Linked DNA regions of Zea mays: region 2 is linked to region 1. Evidence: chromatin contacts called from public Hi-C data. All regions are on one chromosome and are shown on one strand. The core of a region is the stretch at or near the end of the contact, and the rest is flanking DNA. Distances in the headings are between cores, read along the strand shown.

Region 1 (6,566 bases), core at 449-2,948:
TTTGGAGTGTGGTGGCATATTGTTTGAACTCTGATAATATTCCTGGTAATATTAAGCAGTGCTGGACATAGCTGCCTGTTTGTGCTCCTCAAATTAAAAAAAAAAAGCATACAATAGTTGTTTCAGCTGTTTGCTGGGCGATTTGGAAAGCGAGGAACAAAATGTTGCTGCCTGCTTGGATTCGATCGTAGTTTTTTATGCTTTTGGCTCCTGCATGAGTCCTTGAGCAGTAGCTGTATTACTCTACTATATATGTTGGTGGGTTAATGCCCGTTGAACTTGATGGCCCATTTTGTCCTGCGTGCTGGCTCCCTGAATCAGAGGCTGTCTAGACAACTCTTGGCGAAACTTCAGGTTTCTGGTTGCCGTCTTTTGTCGGAGGTTGTCCGTCTGTCGGTCAGGTACTCTTTGGTGAACTGTGATGCATTTCTGTTATGAAAGTAATATAAATGGTGATGCCCTCGTATCAAAAAAAAAAAATCCCTTGTGCACATGACCTCGGCAAAGTGTATGATCCCTTGATTTTGTGGTTCCTTTATTTATTTCTAATCATGAAACTCTGCAGTTTACATTGTTATAACCACACTATAGATCATTTGTGCAGATGACACTCCATTGCACTCTAAAGGTAGCACTCTAACTTAAGCAGTTAAGCACTGACACCTCATGAAGTTTGCCGTAAAATCTGCAGTTTTTAGCTACATTAGCCAAGTGACCCCGAACACAAAGTGCCTGATTGGTTTACTGCGCCCGCACAGCCAGTCCCACGCGAGCCTGGCCGGCCAGGTACGACCATATCTGGCGTATATACAGATGCAGGTGGATGGCCTCAAAACGACTTATTTTGCATCCACTCATGCAGTAATCGTTCCTCGTGTACAGAAAAGTCAACGCACGCGATGATTCAGGATGGAATGGTGCGGGTAATCAACCAGGTAGAAAGAGAAACTGCATGACCAAAAAGTGTGAACATCAAAAGTTGATGCTACAAGACTGAATAAAAGCCAAGTTGCTTCACATGGTTTGCCCGAAAAGAGGCTATCAAGGAGGAAAGTGTATAAAGATAAACAGAGCAACATATATCTGATAGAAATTAGGGATCTAACTGTGTATACTTAGAACTCCGAGATTACTTTAGAAGATAACAGGGAACTAATCCATCTTGGATCAGTGCACATAAAACACGACCGCAGAGGGGAATAGGAGTTCATACCTTCTCCCTGCAGTAGTGGAGATGGATCTGGTCCTTACTGACGTCGCCTCCCACCGCTGTCCTGTAGAAAAGGGGGCAGATCCAGTACCACCATTAGGATGTCACTCTTCCGGTCACTCCGACACCTAGGAGATGGATCCTTCTGTGGATTAGGATTTAGGGTGAGGCATTAGCATTGGCATTCTTGTGACCCCTCTTTGGTGAATGCTTGGAGCTATCGATCAGGGCTCGGTCGGCGGTATAGACGTACAATGATGATGACGACTAATGTTCTCTTTCTCAGCGGCTACCTCACCCTCTATCCAGGTGCACGGCTCGGCGACCCAAGGTTCTTGCTCTCTCAATCTATGGCCACAGAATGTCACGATGTATGCATATATACACCAAGTACGGAGCCTAGGGCGATAGGTCATTGGTCGAGTCTTGGCGTGACACTACGAACGAGTTTGTTACGATGCGAGGGAGGAGAAGCTTCTGATGGATGGGCCCACATGGCAGTGGCTGGTTCCTATGTGCGCATGTGACATGTGTAGCTGACCAGCAGGGCTCACATGTACACTAGCCGGACGACAATGTGGGGGTGTGGTGATAGTGTGACACACTATTGCCTAGGCCGAGCTTGAGCCTTCGTGATAGTTAAGTTTCTTATCTCTTTTGTTCCTTTTCTATGTTTTCATTTCTTATTTATATTTTTCAAATTCAAAGTTCAAATCCAATTTTAAATTTCAACTTAAACTAAATGCACAAACAGAAATTCCAGCATGATGCATATATATATATATATATATATATATATATATATATACTCTATCAATTATCCCTTTATTTAAATGGGTTCAAACAAATAATGGGACTGAATAAACATGGATTTAACATAATTGTCTAAATAAAAATATCTTTATTTCCTAAAATCTGGGTATTACACATGATTGTACTAACAATCATACCAATAGACCAAACATTTGAGCTGAGCTAGAGCGGTAGCTGTATTGCAGTGGTTACATTGGTGAGGTAGGAACGATGGTGTCTAGATTTCATTGTTTGAGTGTCTTCTGGTAAGCCATCATGATGACCTAGCTATCCTCATATTCCGGTAAAGCTAGTATTTTATCGCTATCTATTTCTTCTACTACACTAGCATGACTTTAGGTTTGGTTCTGCTAATGTTGGTGAAGTAGAAACAATGTCACTATCATATGATTCATATTTAGCAGTTCAAGGAGACATAGCGTCATCGATATAGTATCCATATTGATCCGTCCTCCAGTACAATAAACTAAATGTAACAATTGCTACAACTCAGTATATTGTGACAACTAGCACCATAATAAAGAACATGCAGCAGCATACGTCAAAAATCCATGGAAAATCGTGCAGCCCTAGCTTCAACTTTATCAAGTTAAGACCTCTTAATAATTTGGGGACTTAATTTATGACAATCTGGAAACAAACTACATTGTTTTGCTCCAACATCTCAAATTCAATACAACTTATTGTCAGGACTCAATAGCAAAAAACTAGAGTTATGAATTTCTAGTTGCATACAAGATTATATAGAGCAAGCAAATTCAAATCTTTCACTCATGAGTGTTCTATGTCTGAACCTGGCCTAGTATCAAGTCATCCTACCACCATGACCAGTTCTCATATGTAGATCATGCATCATATGTGTGCTCTGATTAGTCGGTTACTAATCTTGCATGAGAACAAGGAATTAATTGTTACTTGTTCATATCTAAACAAAAGCCATGCTCCTATGATATATAAACACTACTCACATGCCTTTAAAGATAGATTATCTTGGTCTATGCAAAAATTCAAAATGAATCTGAAAATGAAGGAAAATCATTGGCCATCTATCCACTCGCTATTGTGTTATAATGATATGTTAATTTAATCTGGTTTGATATTGCAAATTATGTTTCGATAAGAGATGGGCCAGCTCGATTTAACTCAACTTTTTTCCTAAGGGATTCTGTTTCCTAAGAATTCTCCATACCATGTAACATAATGCATGCCATTCATGTGAATTCAATCACTGATCATCCACACTGACATGGCTTTGAAGGGATATGTGAAGGTCGAGCATGTGCTAGTTGTCTGGTTGTAAATCATCGACATCTTATGCAGTTATAGAGTTTGTTTGCTTTAGGTTGAAAGGCGGATGCGACTGCAAGACAAGTTCATATCCAGCAGCCACAACCACAACTGTATCATAGAGTTGTATCAATATTAGCTCAAACGAACAAGTCATGAACTACCCGGATCTAGGAACAATTCAGGAACATACCAGAATTTTCGAACACCATGCTCACAAAACATGATTGTGAACTTGCGATACAGTTGTTTTAGTCAGAAAATCATGAAACCTATCGACATGTCATGATATGATATGTAGAGACTCTAATAAAAGTTTGAAAATTCTGGTCTATTCAAACGAATTCAGAAAATATATTTGAATCACATTATTTGAAACTGAGACAAATGAAAATATATTTGAATCCTAGCTGGTCACTATTTCGTGACAATAAGAAACACAAACAAATTTTATTTGAATCACGAAACAATTTTTTTATTGTCTTAATAAACTCACCTATCATGTTTGTATCATCAAGACAATAAGAAAATATATTCAAATCACTTTATTTGAAACCGAGACAAATGAAAACAACTTTTCGAGCTAACAAAGCCAAAACCGGCCTAGTTGATTCCCAAAACCGGTCAGGATAGACTTTCCCCTTCCTCAATGAATAATGAATTGTACATGTGCATTTCTCTCTTCAAGTTGGCAATGCCGGTTTTCCTGGTGTAAAGTTGTCTGTCCCTTTCCTATCCTATGTTGAACCTGTCAATTTTTATTAAGGTTTAGATCTATTTTTGGCATGAAAAACTTAGGGACTGTAATCTAAATTTATTTTCTATTAGGATAAGACCACTCCTCTGTATAAATGAGAGAATCATGGGCAATGGAGACATCCAATAGCTAAGAGCATCTCCAACACATAACAGGAGATCGCTTCGATTTCAGTGGCACACTATCGCCGAAAATAAGCTATTTTCAACGACAACCAGTCATTCTAGATTGTTGGCCAAAAGTAAATGTTATTTTTTAGCGGCTAAGGGGATGCCACCAAAAATAGCTAGGGCCCTTCTAATGAAATTTTGGTCGTTTATTTTCGACGGCGACGACTTCGATAACTGAAAGTTTTATTGGTTAGTTTTCGACAGTCAATACTAGCACCGAAATTTATTTTGGCCTATTTTCGGTAACTAGGTAGGTGCCAACGAAAATAATCTTATGCATGGTAAAAAAATATGAAAATTTTATTTACATCTAGATTTTTCACAATTAACATACACATAAAATCTTCACAACAACACAATTCATCAAAGTCAACCGTAATACACACTCACCAAATACACAACACAAGTATCTCAATCTTCTCAATTCATCACATTCAAAAAATAGCGAATCATTCATGTTTCGAATCAAACCCAATACACATTACATCACATGGGGGTCACTCGAGTTATGGCCACTACCTCCAGAAGTGAAGATGTTGTTCACGAAGTAATTAATCTTATTTGAAGTCTAAAAAAGAGAATAATGCCTTAAAAACAAATAAATAGAGTGTTAAGTTTACAATGATTGAAATAAATAACTTGTCGAATGAACCTCCTATCCTGAGCTCCAAGTGTCGGTAACATTACATTCTTGGTGTATGAGATCAATTTTGTGCATAAGAATCAATGACATCGTATAAGGGAGCTCCCACATACCACATTTATGAGTCTAGTTGTGCTCCACTCTGAATCCTTGGTACTTGTTCTTATTTTCAATTAGGACAAGGTTGTTCAAGTGAGCATAAATTTTTGGTCCATTTAGATGCTTCAGCGGTCCTTTCATGACCATGGTGTTCTTTATGAAGCTTTTCTTATCGCTTCTAAAGTGGTGTTTCCTGGGCAACAACCGTCTATGACAATCGAAGTGATATTCCTACCAAAAGCAAGACAAAAGCAATTTGTATTTGAACTACAATACGAACATGTCAATTTACCATGTAGACTCCAACTAGAAAAATATCGAACATTGGGAAGTCATGGACCGACCACAAATATGCGACTCAAAGTTTGAATTTCTACCTTTTGAAAACATCATATGCTTTGACTTCTTTCCAAAGCTCCTTCAACCCTTCAATCAAGGGTTGTAACATGACATTGAGTTTCTTTCCAGAATGGTCCGAGCAAGGTATAATCAAGTAAAGAAACATAAATTCATACTTCATACAAAGTGAAGGTGGAAGGTTGTATGGAATAGAAAAGATGGGTCACATGAGTACGATGATGCCAATTGACCGGTGTGAAGCCATCAGTCATGAGCCTGATTCAAACATTTCTTGGTTTAGCGGTGAAGTCTGGATCAAATGTGTCGAGAGCCTTCCAAGCATCCCGTATGAGTACACATACAAGTCATTCGGATCGACAAATGCACAAGTTTTCTTTATGTACTTGATGAATAGTGTGTTCATGGACTACCTCGACAAATTCGTAGTTGTCACACCCGGTTTTAGAAGGCAAACTGAATGCGAACCATGTACGTGCCAGGATCAGCAATTCACATACACAGCAGTTACATAACTGGACATCATCACACAGTGCTCAAATAATAATATAAAAGGGGAAATAATAGTCGATTACATCATATGTATGAGGCATCCACATAGTTTTTAACAATGATCAAAGTGTGAAAAAAGAAACGTAGATACACACGGCCTTCATAGGCAGCCGACTAGGGGTTGCCGTTAACCCACGCCTAAAACTCGTCGTAATCTTGGAACTCCTGGAAGTCTTACTCCATGGCTTCATCTTCTCCTGAGCAGTGGTTGCAACGCGGACGACCTGGGAAAGGAGGGTTTGGTGTGTAGAGCAAGGGTGAGTACACATCAACATACTTAGCAAATGTCCTGTTTGGCTGTACTGGACTAGCTTTATCTGGGGGTAAGTCAAGCAGTTGCTTTTAGTTGGTCAGATTATTATTACTAGTAGAGAGAGCCAGATTTTAGTATTAACCCAAGTTGTTAACCCAAAAGTACCATTTCCAAACGGAAAGAATATCACTTACCATTACCATAGTCAATACCAAAACCACCATTCTCATCACCACCTGTAATCCGAACATCTCTGATCAAGTATCACTAATCAATGGAGCTCCCTTGGCCACTCATAACCGCGAGCACGACTGATATATCAGTTTCATAACACTCTGCAGAGGTTGCGCACTTTACCCACAAGTCATGATTCCCTTTCTGCCCGGAGATCATGACTCTCCATTGATCACTACCAAGGTGACCCA
Region 2 (5,941 bases), core at 189-2,688, 250 kb before region 1:
CCTGTCCTGACCATCATCATCATTCATCACTAAACCCACCCACTAAACCCCCTCCTCCTCCTCCTCCTCGATCTCGATTGGGTGTGAATAACAGAAGAAACAAGCAACTCACCCCGTCCGGCCGCGGCACTGCGCCTGCGGCCGGCGGCGTCCCCTGCCGCCCTTGGCGGGGCACGCGGCCACCACAGCCGGCGGCGGCGCGACGCAGTTCCAGTGCGCGCACACGGCGGCGCTGGCCGGCAGCGCGCCGCCCACGCCGACCCCCGTCAGGAAGTTGTCCTGCAGAAACAGCACGCGCATCCGCCCGGCCTCCGCCGCCGCCGCCACCTCGCGCGGCACCTCGCCCGCGAGCCGGTTCCCGTTCAGGTAAACGGCGCCGGCGGTGGCCAGCTCGGGCGGCACGCGCCCCGACAGCGCGTTGTGGCTCAGGTCCACCGTGGCGCCCGCCGGCACGCGCCCCGCGGGCCGGAGCTCGCCCGAGAAGGCGTTCTTCCGCAGCTGCAGGTACGCGATGCGCCGGAACGCGAACACCTCGCCCGGGACCTCGCCCGACAGCCAGTTCCGGCCGAGGTCGAGGAACGTCAGCCTCGGCAGGCGCCGCAGCACGCCGCCGACGGGGCCCGACAGACGGTTCCCCGCCAGCGACAGGTACGCCAGCGTGCCCGGCAGCGGCGGCACCCCGCCCGACAGCCGGTTCCCGCGCAGGTCGAGGTGGAGCAGCGGCGCCCGCACCGACCGCGGGATCTCGCCCGAGAGGGCGTTGTGCGAGAGCACGAGCGTGCGCAGGCCCCGCAGCTGGAGGAGCGGCGCCGGTACCGTCCCCGTGAACCCGTTCTTGCTGAGGTCGACGGTGCGCAGCGCCGGCGCGAACGCGCGCGGGAGGTCGCCGGAGAGCAGGTTCCCGGCGAGCGCGAGGAAGCGGAGCGCCGGGAGCGCGGCCACGGCGGCGGGGAGGCCGCCCGTGACGCGCCCCGGCACGAGGGACAGCGACGTCAGCGCCGGCAGCCTGGCGACGGCCGCGGACGGGAACGCGCCCCCGAGGCCCGGCGCGCCCGCGCGCGGGTCGCCCAGCGCCAGCGTCTCCACGCGGGCGCCGTCGGCCGTGCACGACACGCCCGCGAACGAGCAGGGGTCGCCCGTGAAGTCCCACGACGCGAAGAAGCGGGAGCCCGGCAGGTCCGACAGCGCCCGCCGCACCGCCTGCAGCGCCAGGTAGTCCACCGGGTGCAGCGTCGCCTCGGACGACGCCGCCGTCAGGAGGAGGAGGAGGAGGAGCGCCGCGACCAACGGCAGGAGCCGCGACGCCATTGCCTCGCTTGATGAGGCGTGGGCGTGGCGGCGGCAGCGGTGACAGTCAGACAGCAGGCAGCAGCTCACTGCGCGGCGCACTGGCGGAGTGGGGTGGTGGTGGACTGGTGGCTGCTACCTGCTGCTGCTGTGCTGAGCTTGGGGGGAGAGAGGTCTTTGGGGGAATGGGGGTTCTGTGCTTTGAAGCGCGTGCGTGCGGCCGAGGCGGTGGGGGCTCCGCTTGGCGAAGAGTGTTTCCCACCGACGCCCGGGTCCCGGATACCTCCGGCCCCGCATGGCAGCTTCAGGCATTGCTGGACGAGACGAGCCCGTGCATCGGAAGCCGTGCTGGTGGAGTCGGAGCTGGAGCCTGGAGGGGACACAGGGGATGGAGAGAGAGGTCAATGTGTTGCTCCACAAGAACGGTGAACATTCACCTGATTCTTTCTAATCGAATTGGGTGTGATCGGGCAGACAATTATATGTGTATATTATTTTTTCTTCGAAAAAAATATACACATAGTATTAATATATAGCTAGCAGAATAAACTTCGATGTATACACACATAACTTCAACGTGACAAAGCTATAGCTTATACATGTGATTTGCTACTGTATGACAAAGTACGCATAATAACTACGTGTAGTGTTTTACGCTTAAGAAGCTATCAAATTATACGTTTTTTTACTATGAGAATATGCAAAAAAAAAACATCATAACTTTGTAGTCTATTTTTTGTTATTTTTTAGCTAATAAGATATGGTGAGGTGTGATTCAAGAACTTGGTGTGATTGTGCAGGTGCCATATTGATCTTGAGCCATTTGTTATTTTGTCACTCTCACTTGTGAACTTTTTCAGGTTTATAAATCAAATCATAGACATAGACGATCTCACAAATTATAGTCACGGTGAAGAGTCCAAGCTGGAATTGACAAAATAGCGAATTTTCCTGTCTTGAGTGGGTACTCTGTGTCTTGGGGTGGAAGGAAAGGTAACAACGTGTCCGGTGTGTTGGGTGGCGCGCACCAATGACGATCGGGCCCGCTCGTCTGTGCCCGCACGTGACAGCGTGCGCGTGGGCCCAGGAGCCTTCCTTCTTCGCTCATCGTGTCGCCGCGTTGGCGCGCTGGCCAGCCTCCTCCGCCCAATGAGCTGTGGACCCCACGTGCCAGCGGTCACTAGCTGCCACTGCCACTGCCACTGCTACTGCCAAGTGCCACCCCACGGTCGGAGGGAGTGCAGAGGTGAGAGACGCAGCGCAACAACGGAGGCAGGCAGACAGCAAGGCGGCTGGCGAAGGAAGAAGGATCGTCACTTGGTCAGCCCGTGCGCTTCACAACCGCGGCTGCGGCCTGCGGTCGCCAGCACGAATCTCCACGCGCCGCCCGCGGTCCTGACTGATGATCGTGCTTGCCACGGTGACGAGCCAGCCAAGGCAGTCAGGCAGGCGGGCGGGAAAAAGGTTTGTTGCATTGCAGCAGATTCTTTCGTCATGTTGTGCTTTGTTTTGCCCTAATCATGGGTAAGCGAGAGCATCAAGTCTCTGGCAAGGGGGGACAAAAAATAAAGATGGACTACCAAGGCTAGCTACGGCATGACGACGACCACCTTTATCCAAATCCAAATGTCCCGTCGTCTCGCGCGTTGCATGCGATAATAATGCGCCTTCACGGAGCTGCGGGGATGGATTTTTAATTAGTACCAACTTCTTCTACGGTGTTTTATTTTATGTTTTATGGATTATATCTGCAGCAGTACGAACAGTTGGTTTTAATCTGAAGTGAACATCCTAATACATCATGAGCGCCATCATACCAACTTTAGCGTTTATTCTGATTAATATGCATAAATAGTAGTACTATTATGTATATACCTACATATGTATGTATGTATACACACGCGGTGATGGGTGCCGGTGCCGCATAAGATTCAGGTGCTGGTGCTGTCTCGTATTGTTTGGAATAGTAATTAATTTGGTAGGTCATGAATGTTTGATTGTTGTGTTTGGGATACTAGTACGTGACAAGACGATCTTCATTACTCCGGGTACGATGACCATAAATTGTGCCGTACGTCTTAAACAGGACGGCCACCGTGCCTAATTTGTACTACCACCTTTAACCCAAGTAAAAAAAAAAACCCACGAACAATGGGTTTTTTCCGACAAGGTTTTATTAGAATCTGACTGCGAGGAGAATCTAAGTATTGTTAGGATTACGTAAGAAGAAGATTAAAATAAACATGTTCAATATATAGCGTGGTCCGCAGCAGCTTCTGGCGGCCGAAATTTTAAAAGAAAATTAATTCAAACAACAAAAAAACATCCTCTTCTCTCTTTTTTCCCGTTCTGGAACGCGGATGGCAGTAAATTTCTCAGGACAAAGAATCTAGCATTTAATACCCTAAAGTGAGGCACCCACCAATGCGGCGGCTAATTCAGAGGTGCTTGTGGGTTTTTAATAATACACATGGTGCAGAAGGAATAATGAAGCCCCCCTACTACCAACTGTTAGAGACAAAGTTTTCACAGGTGCAGTCACGCTCGCATCACGTACGGTGGGTGTGGCAAAACAAGATTTTTTTTGGTTTAATGCAATAATAATACTCTATAATCCAGGTGTACGTACGCAGTGATCGATCTTGGCATATATATACTGTAGTAATTAAGCCAGTGACTCCAGCGCATGGTTTTAATCGTTGTGTGTGTGTGTTTTTTTTTTTTTGTGATACTGCTCTGGCACGAGAAGCTTCGTCACTCGTGGTACAATGATTGCCATGCAGCGTGTGGGGAACAAAGCACGACCCCGGTTAATAATGTTGCCAGCTAGTAGCTTTAAGATCATAGGACTGTCTCCAGCGACTGACGTGATCTAAATTTTGTCCTCTAAGGACATGTTATTCAATTTAAATAGTGATGGGATTTTGAAAAACTGATATGATGTGTTACATAGTTCCCTGAACTCTTAAAACCAGAATAACTGGTCCTCCAAACTTACCTGACCATCCAATACTAAATTTAGTTAAATCGGATAACATGATGTGCCATGTTGCACGGTTGAAATCAATTGGATCCTCAAACCTGACTCATGGTGTCACTTGGATCCCGAACACTTAGCATTCTATGTCACCTCAGACTTTCATTAGTGCGCTCCATCGTGACACGCAACGTTGTCATCCGGTTCGAACAAATTCAGTTTTAGATGGACGACCAAGCTCAAGAGTCAAGACTCGTTTTACTGGTTTTGGCAGTTCGGTGACTCAATATGCCAATTTTCAATTACCCCTTTGATTTCCTCAGCTTCTTCCTCACTCGCACCATACACAATGCCGCAATCTGACAATTCTTTCCCTTTAATTTTGTATATACATATGCAAAATATACACATCATCACAGGCACGACAAAAAAAAGAGGATGTCGTTGCCGCCCGCCCGTGCGACCGTGCCCAGCTACACTTCACGAACAAACGTGGTGGCGGGTGCGTGTCGCACTGGTGGCGTGGAATCCTCGTCCGAGTCCACGTCGACGTCGACGGCGAAGGCGAGCGCCTTATGGCGGCTCAGATCATCCACGTACCCAGGCGCCGCGTCGCCGTCGTAGCCGTCCGTCTCCGGCAGCAGCTCGTCGTCGACCCCGTGGGCCCCCCTGCCGCCACGTAGATGCGCCCCCTCTCCTGCTAGTATCTGCACCACCTGTACGTGTTGCATTGCATGGTACATTATTCCTCCAGCCATGCATACTAACGACTGATGCAATGCAAGTACTGTGGCAGAAGAGGAGAGGGTCGTAGTAGTAGACAGTAGTACCTCGCTCATCTGTGGGCGCTGGTGCGGGGAGGCGTGGACGCAGAGCTTGGCCGCCCACGCCATGTTCCGGAGCTGCTCGGCGTCGTACCGGCCGCCCAGCGCTGGGTCGGCCATCTTGAGGGTCTCGTCCTCGTCGTCGTCGTCGACTTCGAGGTACTGCTTTGCCTGCATGCACATGCATGCATGGTTGCAATTGCAACGACGAGACACGCGCCCGCACGCGAGATGGATCGTCGTCAGAACTCAAAAGTCAGAACCATGCATGCATTATCGGATAGATCATCTATCAGATCGAGTGCTCGCTCACCGCCATGCGCAGCGCAGCTAGCTAGCAGTGCATGCATGCAGGTGACATACATACATACATACCCATGCGACGAGGCTGAGCTTGGCGGTGTCGACGGCGCGGCGGCCGGTGAGGAGCTCGAGCAGCACGACGCCGAGAGCGAACACGTCCGTCTTCTCGCTGAACACGCCGTGCGTCGTGTACTCGGGCGGCACGTAGCCGAAGGTGCCCTCGAACACGCTCACCTGCAGGTGCGTCAGCTTCGCCGGCAGCCACCTCGCCAGCCCGAAATCGCAGATCTGGCATATGCATGATCGAATGAGGACGAGGACGTACAGTAGCTCGGTCGGTCACATGTGCATGTGCATGTCGATCGTACGTAGAACAATTGAATCGAGCAGCAATGCAATATTAGTGACTGAACCAGTCCGATCCAATGATTGCTAACTAACACGGTACGGCTACTATAAAGGATGAACCATGCATATGCATGTGGTACCTATATATGCTAGCTAGCTAACTACCAGCAGCTGCGGCATGCAGTGCTCATCGCCCAACACC

The links. A called contact is a pair of places that touch in the nucleus more often than the background predicts.
Region 2: a Hi-C map of ear shows a contact between it and region 1, with 1.8 times the contacts expected there. The contact joins the promoter of LOC100383237 here to the enhancer-like site in region 1. A contact is called at or near these places in 2 of 25 Hi-C or Micro-C datasets (ear and seedling).

What each region holds. Positions count from the first base shown.
Region 1 is chr4:4,778,658-4,785,223 of Zm-B73-REFERENCE-NAM-5.0, reverse strand. No RefSeq gene overlaps it. Among protein-coding and RNA genes, the nearest start is that of LOC100501975, 49 kb to the right of the region's middle. Within about 2 kb of position 1,698, at least 14 of the 20 cell types and tissues checked have an H3K27ac peak or open chromatin away from gene starts, as enhancers often do. A contact at or near this core is called in ear and seedling, where this site is marked.
Region 2 is chr4:5,032,229-5,038,169 of Zm-B73-REFERENCE-NAM-5.0, reverse strand. LOC100383237 (Leucine-rich repeat (LRR) family protein) reads right to left here and starts at 1,438. Exons shown (of 1, transcript NM_001175899.1): 1 at 1-1,438. The coding sequence starts at 1,308. The coding sequence ends at 109. It overlaps LOC100193232 (putative protein kinase superfamily protein), which reads right to left. Exons shown (of 5, transcript NM_001138382.1): 3 at 5,464-5,679; 4 at 5,095-5,259; 5 at 4,528-4,980. The coding sequence ends at 4,738.